Linked DNA regions of Rattus norvegicus: regions 1 and 3 are each linked to region 2. The links are chromatin contacts, called in public Hi-C maps. All regions are on one chromosome and are shown on one strand. The core of a region is the stretch at or near the end of the contact, and the rest is flanking DNA. Distances in the headings are between cores, read along the strand shown.

The links. Hi-C and Micro-C count contacts between places; a contact is called where the count stands out from the background.
Region 1: a Hi-C map of frontal cortex shows a contact between it and region 2, with 2.1 times the contacts expected there. The contact joins two enhancer-like sites.
Region 3: a Hi-C map of the A7r5 cell line shows a contact between it and region 2, with 2.9 times the contacts expected there. The contact joins two enhancer-like sites. A contact is called at or near these places in 4 of 12 Hi-C or Micro-C datasets (the A7r5 cell line, the Rat2 cell line, Schwann cells and 1 more).

What each region holds. Positions count from the first base shown.
Region 1 is chr2:228,170,462-228,174,750 of GRCr8, reverse strand. No RefSeq gene overlaps it. Among named protein-coding and RNA genes, the nearest start is that of Ppp3ca, 330 kb to the right of the region's middle. Within about 2 kb of position 2,445, at least 3 of the 93 cell types and tissues checked have an H3K27ac peak or open chromatin away from gene starts, as enhancers often do.
Region 2 is chr2:228,627,361-228,631,694 of GRCr8, reverse strand. Emcn (endomucin) reads right to left here. Exons shown (of 12, transcript NM_001004228.1): 6 at 1,258-1,350; 7 at 968-1,021. Among named protein-coding and RNA genes, the nearest start is that of Emcn, 65 kb to the right of the region's middle. Within about 2 kb of position 2,389, at least 32 of the 93 cell types and tissues checked have an H3K27ac peak or open chromatin away from gene starts, as enhancers often do. A contact at or near this core is called in the A7r5 cell line and Schwann cells, where this site is marked.
Region 3 is chr2:228,910,373-228,914,627 of GRCr8, reverse strand. No RefSeq gene overlaps it. Among named protein-coding and RNA genes, the nearest start is that of Ddit4l, 110 kb to the right of the region's middle. Within about 2 kb of position 1,812, at least 50 of the 93 cell types and tissues checked have an H3K27ac peak or open chromatin away from gene starts, as enhancers often do. A contact at or near this core is called in the A7r5 cell line and Schwann cells, where this site is marked.

The sequences.
Region 1 (4,289 bases), core at 1,196-3,695, 460 kb after region 2:
GAAGGGACAGTGTGATAGAGTTGAGAAAGAGGGTATGAAAAGAAGAAGAAGAGGAAGTGGTCTGAAGGACCCATTGGAGTGGACTGGATGGGTGAGATGACATGAATAAATAATTTTTAATTAAGATTTTGCTTCATTTACAGAGTACATATCACTCATTATTAGCACGTGTGCACATGTGCACACGCACACACACACACACACACACACACACACACACACATACATCCTGTTTGCTGCAACATGTACTTGCGTACTGTTTTCCATGTAAAACAGCTCCCTCATTCTTAAGCCAGAGAGTGTGACTTGAAAAATGCAAAGCTCGTGACTGGGTGTGGGAGGGAAAAGACTAAAATTAGAGAGCCCAACAAGCTCTAATATTAGGGATTTATTTTGAAAATGTCATTTTTAATGAGGGCTAGCAAGGAAATTCTTTAAAAAATGATTTTGCTTGTTTTCACATGTTGAACTTTCTTCTATCCTACATAGGAGAAGTTGCTTGCCTCTCTGTGTTATTTTTAAAGTCCTGCAGCCAGTTTCAGAAAGGAGAAACCATCTACTTAAATCATGTAGAAAAAAATTAGATTCAGTCTAAGTGAAGAAAAGATTGACCAGGTCAAAGGCAGGGCAATTTAAAAAAAAAAAAAAAAACAAAAAAAAACAAAAAAAAAACTGGGTAATGTTTTTTATCAGTCTGTCTGAAACTTGCACCCAAATAGTTAACACCCAAAATTAGATATCACATACTGAATTTAAAGGGGTATCATGTCACCATGGTAACTGGATTTGCTTAACCATAGCTTGAAATATATGTACAATCCAATTTAGTGACAGAGGAGAAGCCCAGAGGAGAGTGATGGATGATCATCTCCTTAAATTTCTCTAAAGTGGGGTATTTGAGTCCATGTTTTTGGAACCACTCTTTTGTAGGCTTACCTTTCTCGGTGTTTGTCTCTAAATCTTAGTTTTTATAACCAGGAAAAACAATATCAAAAGTTACATTTGGAATGATCACATGAAAGGAATCATTTGCTTATACTTCCGGCTTAACCAATTGGTATGTAGACATGAATTGTATGACCTGCCACTTCGTGTCTTGCCTTTCAAATGCTGTTTTATTTGGTTCATTTTTTGAAGTGTTTCAGATCATCTTTTCTTGAAAAGCTAATCCTCAAATAGCATTTCCACCTCCACCAACTCCTCCTTATGATAAAATTGTAAGAAAACTGCTTCATGTAAATTTAAAAAAGAAACTTTTAAAGTGAAGGGATACTGCCACAACCTAGCATCTGACTAAGAAACATCCTTAGCATTCTTCTAATAATTTTTGGATAAAGAGTTACCTCACAGAAAAGCAAAATAGTTCTTGCTGAGGCCCCATTATTTGACATTGGGGAAAAGACAGGATTCTTTGAGTTTTTCAAAATGTTTTTATCTTCCTGGCTTTGCTTGCCTTTTTTGAGGAAATGATTTAATATGATATACTTTGGGAAAATTTATATCATTTATGCTTTAATAATAATTTGGACCTCTATTGGGTTTCGTCATTAACTTGCACAATTCCCGTAATGCTAGTGGATATATGACAGAAAAAAGGGACAGTGAACCTTGATATCTTCCCTGCTGAACATCAGTGAGCTGTCTTTCTGCTTTGGGATACAGGGTGTTTAAAATATTTGTCCAATGTCTCCATCCAAAGCCTTCAATCAGAACGAAAATTGCTACTGTGAAATAAGCCCCAATTATCTGCTAGGTATTTAGTGGAAAAGTTAGTACATCCTGTTTTAATTCACACAAAACCTTGATAATTAGGAGTCATCTCCACTGTTTAGAGTGGTTGTTTTCTACCCTTACACTGCTTAAATTAGAAAGCTGAGGTGTAATGTTCCAGAACATGTTCTTTTGGAAGAGACTCAGCCGATTTCTAATGGTGCATTATGACTGATATCAGCGGTGAATGATAACTCGCCTGAGGTGGATACCTACTGCATTGTACACCGTTCCTCCGAAGTGGTATGCGGTTTCATGAAAATTCTCATCCCTCTGTTAGATGATCATTATTACGAGCGACTAGAAGGACCACTGGGAGGCAGTAGCAGTATGAGCCAGCCGCCCAAACTTCAAGTCATTGGCATTGGTTTGCTCTGAGCTGGGATCTCCACTTCTTTCAGAAATGAACAACATAGAAACACCGTTTCCTTTGCCATACCATAATACACCATTGTAGAGAAATGTGTTTGTAAATTGTTTGGGGATATAGATGTCCTGGTCTGTGAATACAGTGAGGAGAATAAAGACAGGGAGGGACCTCAGCAGACTAGCTCAAGCGCTGTAATGTTAATGGTGGAGGAACCGGAAGTAGTGAGCTGGGGCGGGCTCAGCTCCCAGAGTGGAAATGATGAAGACCTGAAGAAGATGCCCTGTGGAAGGGCTAGAGCATGCTGTGACATTGGTGTGGTCAGAGGACAGAACAGATGGAAATCTACAGGGTCCTTGGACGTCAGAACTAGAAATGACCTTCCAAAAAATCCAGAGTGGTGCTGTCCTCAGTGTGTCTTACAGACTGTCTTACAGTACCACAAATCAACTAAGCGTGTGTGTGGGAGATTCTTGGGGGAGCCTTGGAGTTGTGAATGCCTAACTTCCAGCCAAGCACTTCCACACTTAACAGTTTTATATTTGGCAGTTTCTGTATGGATTTTGTTTTGTAGAAAATAACCTATAGCTTCAAAATGTGGAGACACTGTTATTTTATAAATAAAAAGCAAATGAAACCTTACTTAGTATAGTATATCTTTCTTCAGTAATGAACAAATAAAATATATCCCTTTAACAGGGCAAATATTCATGCCTATGTATTCTTCAAAGTCAAAAACCATCTTTAGATGCCTGCTAAGAGGGCTGAGCGCTGAGGAAATACAGCCCACACTGAGCTCTGGGTCCAGACCAGTTCTGCCAAAGTGTTACCAATCTATATTTTGAGATTTAGCCATTTCAAAAGCCTGCCTTCATTTTCTCTTTAGGTTGAAAACTTTCAGTCAGTCCTAGGAAAGCTTCCATAGGGTAGATCTGTCCACTGTTCTATCCAAAAGGGATAAGGCTAAAGGAAAGAAACTCATATATCAAGGAGAAAAGAGAAGTTATATGACTAGTTCTAACCATGAAGATTTCAGGAGAGATACTGAAGCATGAACAAATGCTTTTGCATATCATTGGGCAGATTTTTCCTAAGAAAAGTCTCTGTTAATTCGAGGCAACCGACAGGACACTGGCTTTGGATTCAGACCTCCATAAATATAAATGAAAAGCCACTCAACTCCAGCTGTGTGCCCTTGACCCAACTCGTTAGCCTTTTAGTCTTCATGATGTACATATCCTTCTTGGATGTTGAGCAGAATGAGATGGAGTATGGGGTGGGCCCAGGGCAAGGCCAGATGTCACTCTTAACTGTGCATTGCTTCTGTTTTAAAGTGTGACCAAACCCATTTTTTAAAGAATTCTAGAGTTCCAGAAGTCAGGGGTTTTAGAAGAGCCAAGAACACTAGATACCAGATGCTCAGAATTACGATTGGGCCACAGACAGTCTTATGGGGAAAACAAGAGTCAGAAAGTGAATGATTTGGAAAAGTACACTTAGGGCGATCATGGTCCAAAAGGCATAGAATTTGAAATTATATGCCCTTTGAGATTCTTCTAGAAAAAAACAAAAATATAGAGATACAATAACTATATTGAGTATAGGTTTTTCTATTGAGGTTGTTATATTTTTGAAAAGTGGTATTCTTGAATGTTAATCTGGTCCATTCATTTCTTATGGACATAAATTCCAGTTTACAGCTCTAATCCAATGCTCTCACTGGGACTGGGCTGGTAGAATGGGCATATATGGCAGACAGCCTCTTGGGTTCTCTCAGAACAGGTTGGTTATGACATCATTTTGACAGATGTCGTATAGCCTTATGGTCTAGTTGTGGGCCTTTTTTAATATGATTACTGGCCGGATATGACATGTTTTTCTTTTGTAAGCAAATAGCACAGAACAAGGACATAAAACCACTCTATTTGAATAGATGCATTAACTTAATATTTTAAGCAAGTAGAGTTAACACATCGATGCATTCTGTGCATAATTGAATTCAAACATTGTCCAGAAGGGAGACATGTTGTTGACCACCACCACTCAGAACAGTGCCGTGGATAAAAGCATCCTAGAATATCTTTTACAGATCTTCCCTCATCATCAGGGAGGAAGAGTGAACTAGCCAGGCAGACCACACTGGAACAGTGGG
Region 2 (4,334 bases), core at 1,140-3,639:
CAAACCTCAGAGAGATGGCTTCCCATCTTCCGGGTGGCTGGGGGAGTAAGGAGAAAGACTAGAGGAAACAGTTCTCTTTATTATATCTATATATATTTTTGTATTTTATTGTAATAAAGTTACTTGAAAAAATACAGCTTACTGGGTGGTTCTAATTCAAAGGCTGAGACTTGCAAATATCTTTTCATCGTGTTGCCTTGAAGATAGAAAATGTGCAAAGGAGCATAAACAGATGGATGAAATAGCTTTTTAGAAAGTCTAAAACATAGCTTGAAATAGGTGTGACATTATTAGCTCTTCAGAAAGAAAGTGGCATTTATCAGTGGGTCAGTTCTTTTTGTGATTCCTTAATTAATGAAATGCTTTTTACCGACACCAAAGATACTCATTTGTACCTCCAGCTTCCCACACGTTCACCTTACTGTTACTTACTATAACTATTGAGTATCTTGAGTATTCTTTACTCAGACTTAGCACATCTGTGAGGTGTTATATTCTTAGACATGTTTATGTTAAAACGAAATTAACTGCAACCGATATGATAAAATTTCATCAAGGTTAAAAAAAGCATTGTTTTTATTATTGGTTGCTGTAGGAATATTTAATTGACAAAGGAAGGCGTACGGCATGATGATTTGCATAAAAGTTATTAGCGTGGAGATTTTGCCTTAGTTGAATACACTCCCATTAAGCTTTTAGTTGCCTCTTCTGGTGATTGCTTACCACAGGACAAAAGTGGAAAAGAAACAGAAAGAGAAATTTAAAAAAAAAAAAAGAAAATGGCCACAGTGTGGTAACTAAGATCAGGCTTATGAGGAATTTTTAAGCAGGCTGTAGTGAGGATGACAATGGAGTCACATGTTGAGTAAAGTTGGGAACAGGCTATCCACAGCCCCATTCCTTCATTGTTCTCACTCACATATTCTGTGTGTCTGTTTCCAGGAATGGAAATACATATGCTACTCACTGGAATAGGAGGGGGTGGTTGATGTAGTGGCTGTGATCTTCCCATCCTCAGTATCTGTTATTTTGAGAAAGAACATAGCTAAAGTCACCTTTGATAAATATGATAATCCACATAACCCTCCCTCTGCTCCCATTTAAGGATATATTCATGATTTATCGTTATGATGTCGCAAATGCAAAATTTTCTCTCACCCTGCAAGAGTGTGTCTCAAAAATGAAGATGGATAGTATTTATTCCATAAAGAAGAGTGAAGTAGAAGAAGTTTCCATCTAGATACACAAAAATCATACCCTGAATCTGTGAGATGGTTTTTGCAGTTGTTAGCGATGCAGAGGGCGTCTCGGTCGTCTTTGGTTTTTGGTCATCTGGCAGTTGATTGGTACCTGTAGGAAAATCACAAACCCAGGCTCAGTTTAGGCACCGAGACTTCAGTATTGGGTTTCTTTGAAGATTTAAACAGTCTGCATTTTGAAAGATCTGGGAAAACACTTTATTTCTGTATAAGAGAGATGCATGAAATGGTAATGCTGAACTTGACATCACGTATTTCTTCTGGAAAGATAGCAGACTTTGGCACCACGTGAACTGGATATCGACATTACGTCATCCGGAGAACTGCCTAAGAAAATGTGAGCAAGTCTCATATTCTGGTCCCCATTTCACAGAACCAAAAGCATGAGGTTCTTGTGAGATGTCAATCTACGATAAACACTAACCACACGTCAGATATTTTTGACCTTGGTAAATGCTATTTTGTCTATCACACATGCTTAACATAGATATAAATGTAGAAAGCTTCTGATTTTATGTTATTTTCCAATGGTCGAAGATAAAAGATCACTACGTAGCCTTTGATAAGAAGTCCAGGAGAAATGGTAGAGACTCCTTGATTTCCCTCCATAAGTTGCTACAACTGTATGAGCATCTTCCATTGAATAATGACTGGTAGATTGTATCATTGATCATGATCTTTTCTTCCTTTAAGGAAAATGTTCTTTCCTTATTTAATCAGAGGACTAAGCAGATTATTATTAATAATAAAAATTATTAAAATTTTAAATATAAGACAACATAGATTAATATATGTGACATAAAGCACTGCATTTCACTGTCTTTGTATCATGGCTGCTGGCTCATCCTTCCACAAAGCTCCCAGAGTGCAAAAGGCCTCAACATCCCTCCCACCAATTCCTGCCTTAGCCAGTGGGCACTAAACAAGACTGACTGCTTCCCTGCACCGACAAATCCATTTTGCTGAGGATCCCGTAGAGGTGTTGAGACCCTGCATAATGGCACCAGAGAGATTAATATTTCTAGGGCTGCGCCATGGCTCCTTTCTCCTCTGCCACCCACAGCATAGCACACGCTGCATGCTCTGTGGGGGCAGAATCATGTTGGGAGTCGACACTCTGCTTGCCAGGCAAGAGATATGTGGGAAGGAGCTGGATACATGCCCATAGGAACAAAGAGAAATGTCAGGCTAGTGCACAAAGCAGGGGGGAAAACGAAAAAAGGAAAAAAAATATTAAGCAAAAGTGCAGGAGCTAGCCGAGAGCTCTGTACTGTTAGTTTTGTTTTCCTGTGTCAAGGGCTGTGTGGGGGTGAATAGTCTTTTGGGTGTTTAGGTACAGGACAAGATGGCTTGCTGAATAACCAGTGCTTGTTCAATTTAGAACAGCTAGTTTTCAAGACTCCCTATACTCCCTCATTACCTCCTTATTTTCAGGCCAAGGGTGGACTGAGGACTCTTTCTGATTCAAGCTACGCCACCCCAAGCTTTCTGTAGAAAAGCTGATTTGATTGTCCAGGGTCAGTGGTTACCACTGTGAGTCAAAAGATTGCTTTGATAACATTCTTAAGTGAATGGTCAGGGCGGGTGAAGTAGAAACTTCCAAGTTTCTATTTTTGTTTTTCCTGTAACTGGAATTCTTAAGAAATCTTTTCTGACTGGAATGATGGCTCAGTGATTAGGAGCTCTGACTGCTCTTCCAGAGGTCCTGAGTTCAAATCCCAGCAACCACATATTGGCTCACAACCATCTGTAATGGGTTCTGATGCCCTGTTCTGGTGTGTCTGAAGACAGCTACAGTGCACTTATATACAATAAATAAATCTTTAAAAAAACCAAAATAATATCTTTTCTGAATTCAACACCACACACACACACACACACACACACACACACACACACACACACACACACACATCTGTGACTATAACAGAGGGATTCATAGTGTGATCTGATGATCTTGAGCTTCATTTATTGTGTGAAAAATGTGCCACTGCAAATTTCTACCAAAATACCATGGTCAGGGAAGGTCCAGATGAAGACTAATGCGGTAGGTAAGAACATGGTTCTGAAAGCCAGAGTCAAACTCTAACTGCAAAGCTTACTTCCTGTGGAGACTTGACAAGCGATTTAACCTCCTTTTGTCTGATTTTCTTACATGTAAATGGGGCTAGAATAGTTTAACATTATATTGTTGCCATAAAGATTAAATCGACTAGGAGAATAAATGATCCTAGCATAGTTATTTTAAATTATATAACATTATGTAATATAGGCTATATGATATTGTTATAATGTATGATTATGTCTTTTAGGAAGGTAAACTTTTCAACCAAAGGCAGTTTGTCTGATTTCCTAAAAAAATTCAGAGTATAGCCATGTGAAATTGACTTTTCAAACATCTCTGTTTCAGGTGCCTTTAAAAAAAAATGCCTGGAGAAGTCAGGAGTGGGAGAAATTAGAACTCATGCCCTTCTTAGATCACGTGTTTGCACTGGGTCCTGAGTTTCGTGATTCTGTTGGTTAGTGATCTACAGAGGCACTCCATCACAACTTAAATGACTTCAGGTCAAAATTCACATCAAACTATGTGAAGCAAGTTCTCTTAGAGCCAAATCTCTTGCACTGAAATGTGTTCGTGTTTTTCCCATACGTGCTGAGAGAGGCCACGTTCTGGTTTTGAGGACAAGGTTTCATTATACATCTCTGGCTATCCTGGACTCGTTAAGTAAAGGAGATGGCTCAAAACTGCCCCTTCCTCTAGAGTGCTGGGATCAAAGGCATGCAGCACGATGTACACGTTTTTCCTGTAAACTTCATAAGTCGTTTGAACCTTCACTAATAGAAGACTTCAATGATAGCTGAAGAAATCTGAGTTTGACCTGAGAATTGTATTCAAAGGCCTGAAGTTATAGAAATGTAGGTGGCTGTGATTCCCCAGGCTGGATGAAAGTCTGGCCAAGGTGACAATACCGAGAGCCTTAGATACCTTCCAAGATTCTTTTGGGCTGGAGGATTCCCTGATGACCCTTTAATAACTTCCTAAGCATGAATGCCAATCAAGGAGGCTTTTGCCCA
Region 3 (4,255 bases), core at 563-3,062, 280 kb before region 2:
GGATAGAAACGTGAAATTGAGGTTGTCGGACTATCGTTGGAAGAACCTTCTGTTAAGGTTGCAGTCCACCATGTCCAGAGAGCTCTCCAAGCTCAGCGCAAAATGGCGGACTTTTTCCCGGTAGGGTTTCCTCTTCTCCAGCCAACCTTAATTGGAGATTGGGGAGTGCCTCTAAGCATAGCTGCCTGACCTCATTTGGGGATGACCCTGCAGAGAGCTTCCTGATTTGAGATTCAATACGAGTCTTGGTTCTTCTTCTTCTTGCCCGTGTGATGATTCAGTGCTGTGTTGTGACCAATCGGCTCTTCCTGCAGGTAACCCTAAGAACTCTTGTTCTTCCATCACTCTAAGCCATCTGGACCCTGGTTGCTGCTTCTGCTCCCTTTGCCCTCGTGGATTGTCCTGAGTTTCTTTCTGCCCTGAGTTTCCTTCATGATGAACTCTAAGTGGTAAGGCAAACCTTTCCTTTTCCAAGTTGTCTTTACCTGGTGTTTGACACAACAACAGAAGGCAAACCAATACAGGAGGCCTATAACTGGCTGAAGGGTGAGGCTGTTTATGATTGACCAAAGTCCGCACTTTCTGTAACAAACCATATACACCTCTTATGTGTGGTAGCTTACATATGAATTCCCAGCACTCAGAAGGCAGATGCAGGAGGATCAGAAGTTCAAGGTCAGACTGGGCCACAGGGAACCAACTTGTTTCAAAATAAATTAATGAACAAATAAATACTTGTTCAGTTTGTTGATGTTTAAGTGGTAGTTTGTAACAGGGGCTCAGAGTTCAGAGATAAGCTAATGGCTTTCTGTTTTCTTAATCTAACACGGCCAAGTTACATTTCTGGTGTGTGTGTGTGTGGTGTGTGTGCACACGCGTGTGTGTGTAATGTGTGTGCATATGTTCATTTGTGTGCATTTGTGTGATGTGTGTGTGTGAGACTGTGAGTGTATGTGCCTGTGTGTGGGTCTATATGCATTTCTCTGTGTGTAGGTATGATGTATGTGTGACTGTGTGTGTATGTGTCTGTATTTGTGCATTTGTATGTGATTCTGTGTGTATGTGTGTTTCTGGTTGAGTTGGGGTGGGAGTGAACGTTGCCTCTCCTGAAACCACCACGCCTCATCTGTAGAACGCTGCTTCTTCCTCTCACCTGCTGAAGTAAGGCAATATATACAAAATATTTCTCCTCTCTAGACCTGCCTGCTGTGGAGTCCAGATCATTTATTATTTATTCCTAAGCAGGATAGAGCTTTACTGCCTATTTTCGCCATGGTTCATGAAATTGACACAGGAAGTAGACACACAGGAGGAGCTGTAACTGCCTCCTGTTTGTTGTTGAGCATGGGTATCCGTCCTGGTATGCAGTGGCAGCCAGACTGTCTCCAGGAGAAGCCAGCTCATGGAGGGCGGTCTAAATCTCCCTTCTCTGCTGCCATCTGCTTTTTTTGTGAAGACTGCTAAGAACATTTCAGAACTCTCTCCAAATATTAAAGTCCTTATCACTTCCTAAACTGGAGGTTTGTTCAGGACTGCCACAAAGCAGTACTAATACTCCTCCTCTCTCTCATCAGCAACTTCCTGTGATGGTTGGTGCTGGGGAACTCTCTGAACCTAGGAGGAGAGCGAGGATAAAACCTGTGAGTTATCTATATCTGGCTCCCGGCTTTGTTTTCTTAGAGAAACCTGTGTCGGCTAAGAATCACTAGAGGGCGCCGGCGGGCTACGCTGGCGCTGGAGAGGCACCGCTCTCCTTCACCCACTCCACTCCCATTCCTTCCCACACTGCGGGGGGCAAAAACAACCCGGGGCGCTGACGTCAGGCAGCCCGAGGCGCCTGCCGCTGAACCCATAGGTATAGTTAATCCCCCAGGAGTGAGGCCCGTGCTTTCCCCTGGCAGCCCAATTTTCAGCTTAAATCATTGCCCTAATCTTATTTTAATGTGCATTGGGGCCCTGGTGGCTAGAGTGGGTGGCAGGGGAACAGCATTTAACATCCTTTGGAGTTTGGATTGTGCCCGACACTTCTTAAGCACTTGGGTGGGACAGAGAGACTCTGTAATCTTGCAGCTGCAATCGACCTCAGTAGTCTTTGCCTTATTTGGCAAATTTAATGGCAACGTTAATTTTGGGGATTGGGGGTGGGGCTGGGGTAGAAGAAAAGGAAAGGAACACGTGTGAAGTAGCTAGTATGTGCCGTGCACTTTCTCATGTTGTTTAATGTTCACAGCGACTGTATGAAGGTGTTTGAAATGCTCAGTTTAGCAGAGACATTGAGAGATCTAAACCTTCAGTTAGACAGCTCGGCGAGTGGCGCCCTCCACTGACCAGTCCCAGAACCGCAATCTGGGATCGGCTACCTGTGCGGTTTGCCTCGCTTTCTAATTTTACTTAAGGACTCTCACCAAGTGGGTCTATTATTAGTTTTACACGAGACTTGGCAATGGAACAAAACCCACATTCCAAGGGGAACTAGCCCTTTTCGGGATAGTAGAATAAAGGCTAAATTTAACCACTCAGATGCTTATTAACCTCTAGCTGTCTAGGATGTATCTTGCCTGACTTGGATCAAGTTCAGGGCCAGATGTGCTTACAACAAGGTAACGGAAAAGTACTGGCTAGCGGAAGGGCGTTGTTTGACTGGTGTGACATCCACGGGCTGTATTTAAATCAAGTAAAGGAAGAGAAGAGAGCAGTTTATCTGATAACTTGGTTCGTCATCACATCGCTGGCACCACAAAGGTGGTATAGTGACCCAGAGCATGGGGTGTGAGGGAAGTGACACACAGTGCCCAAGGCAGAACAGGCTGTCCATAAATGGTGAGTCAGAATTCAGTGATGCTTTCAGAATGGCAATGGTCCCACGGCCTGTATCCCAGAGTTCTTCAGCTGAAGCCCACATCCCGGTTGGGTGCTCTAAAATTAAGTATAAATCAAGAAACCAAACTGTAGACACTTCACAGACCAAAGTGCCTCGTGATGGTGCGATGACTCCGAAGTTGGTCAGAGAGGCATCAATTTTTTTTTTTTTTCTTTTCAGGTTTCTTGTGCTGTTCTGACAGGGGCTGCTTCGCCTTCAGAGATTTTGTTCCATTCTTGAAAAGCTTCGTGTAAAACCATCGATAGTCCATTTGGTGAAAGTCCTCAAAGTCAAACTGGAAACAGAGGCGAGGTGTAGCTAGTGTAATGGGGACCGAGTGGGGACCGAGTTGGAACGAGAAGGACCGGTGTCCCAATCACATGCTCTGTCGTTTTTAGTCATTTGCCTGTGAGTAAAATCTTCACCGTGATGAAGGTCCAGCTTCTTTGTCAACGTGACTGGGTTTAGGATCAACATGGAAACACACCCCTGGATGTGTCTGTGAGAGTGTTTCCAGAACACTTAAGTGAGAATGAAGGCCTACCCTGAGTATGGGTCCAGCTCTCCCATAGGCTGGGATCTGATTGAATAAAAAGGAGAAAGGGGAGGGGTATGAGAGAGGGCACAGCAGTTAAGAGCAACTACTGCTCTTGCAAAGGGTCAGAGTTTGCTTCCTTCAACCCACATGGCAGCTCAAGTTGCCAGTAACTCCGGTTTCAGGTGACTCGATGCCTCTTCTGGCTTCCAGGCAGGCCAGTGGTGCACATGCATTCATTCGGGCAAAGCATTCAGACTCGTAAAATAATGACGGATTCAACTTTCAAAAGGAGAAAGCTAACTGAGCAGAACATTCATCTCTCTTAGCTTCCTTTACACAGACACAATGTAAGCACCACCTCATCATGTGACACTTGCCTGTCATTGTGGACTGTCCCTCAAACTGTGTGGCAAAGCGAGTCTTTACTTCCGGCTTAGATAGGCTCTCCATGGCTGCAAAGAGACACCATAACCAAGGCAGCTCTTAGAAAGGACAACATTTAATTGGGGCTGGCTTACAGTTCAGAGGTTCAGTCATTATCATCAAGGTGGGAAACATGGCAGCGTCCAGGCAGACATGGAGCTGCTGAGGATTCTACATCTTGCTCTGAAGGCAACCAGGAAAAGACTGGCTTCCAGGCAGCTAGGAGGGTCTCAAAACCCACGCCCACAGTGACGCACTTTCTCCAACAAGGCCACAGCTCCTAACTGTGCCAATCCCTGGGCCAAGCAGATTCAAACCACCATACTTTCTGTAAGCTGCTTTTGTCACAATAATAAGAAAAGTATGGACAGGGTCGGTGAGATGGCTCAGCAGTTAAGAGCACTGGCTGCTCTTCCAGAGGTCATGAGTTCAGT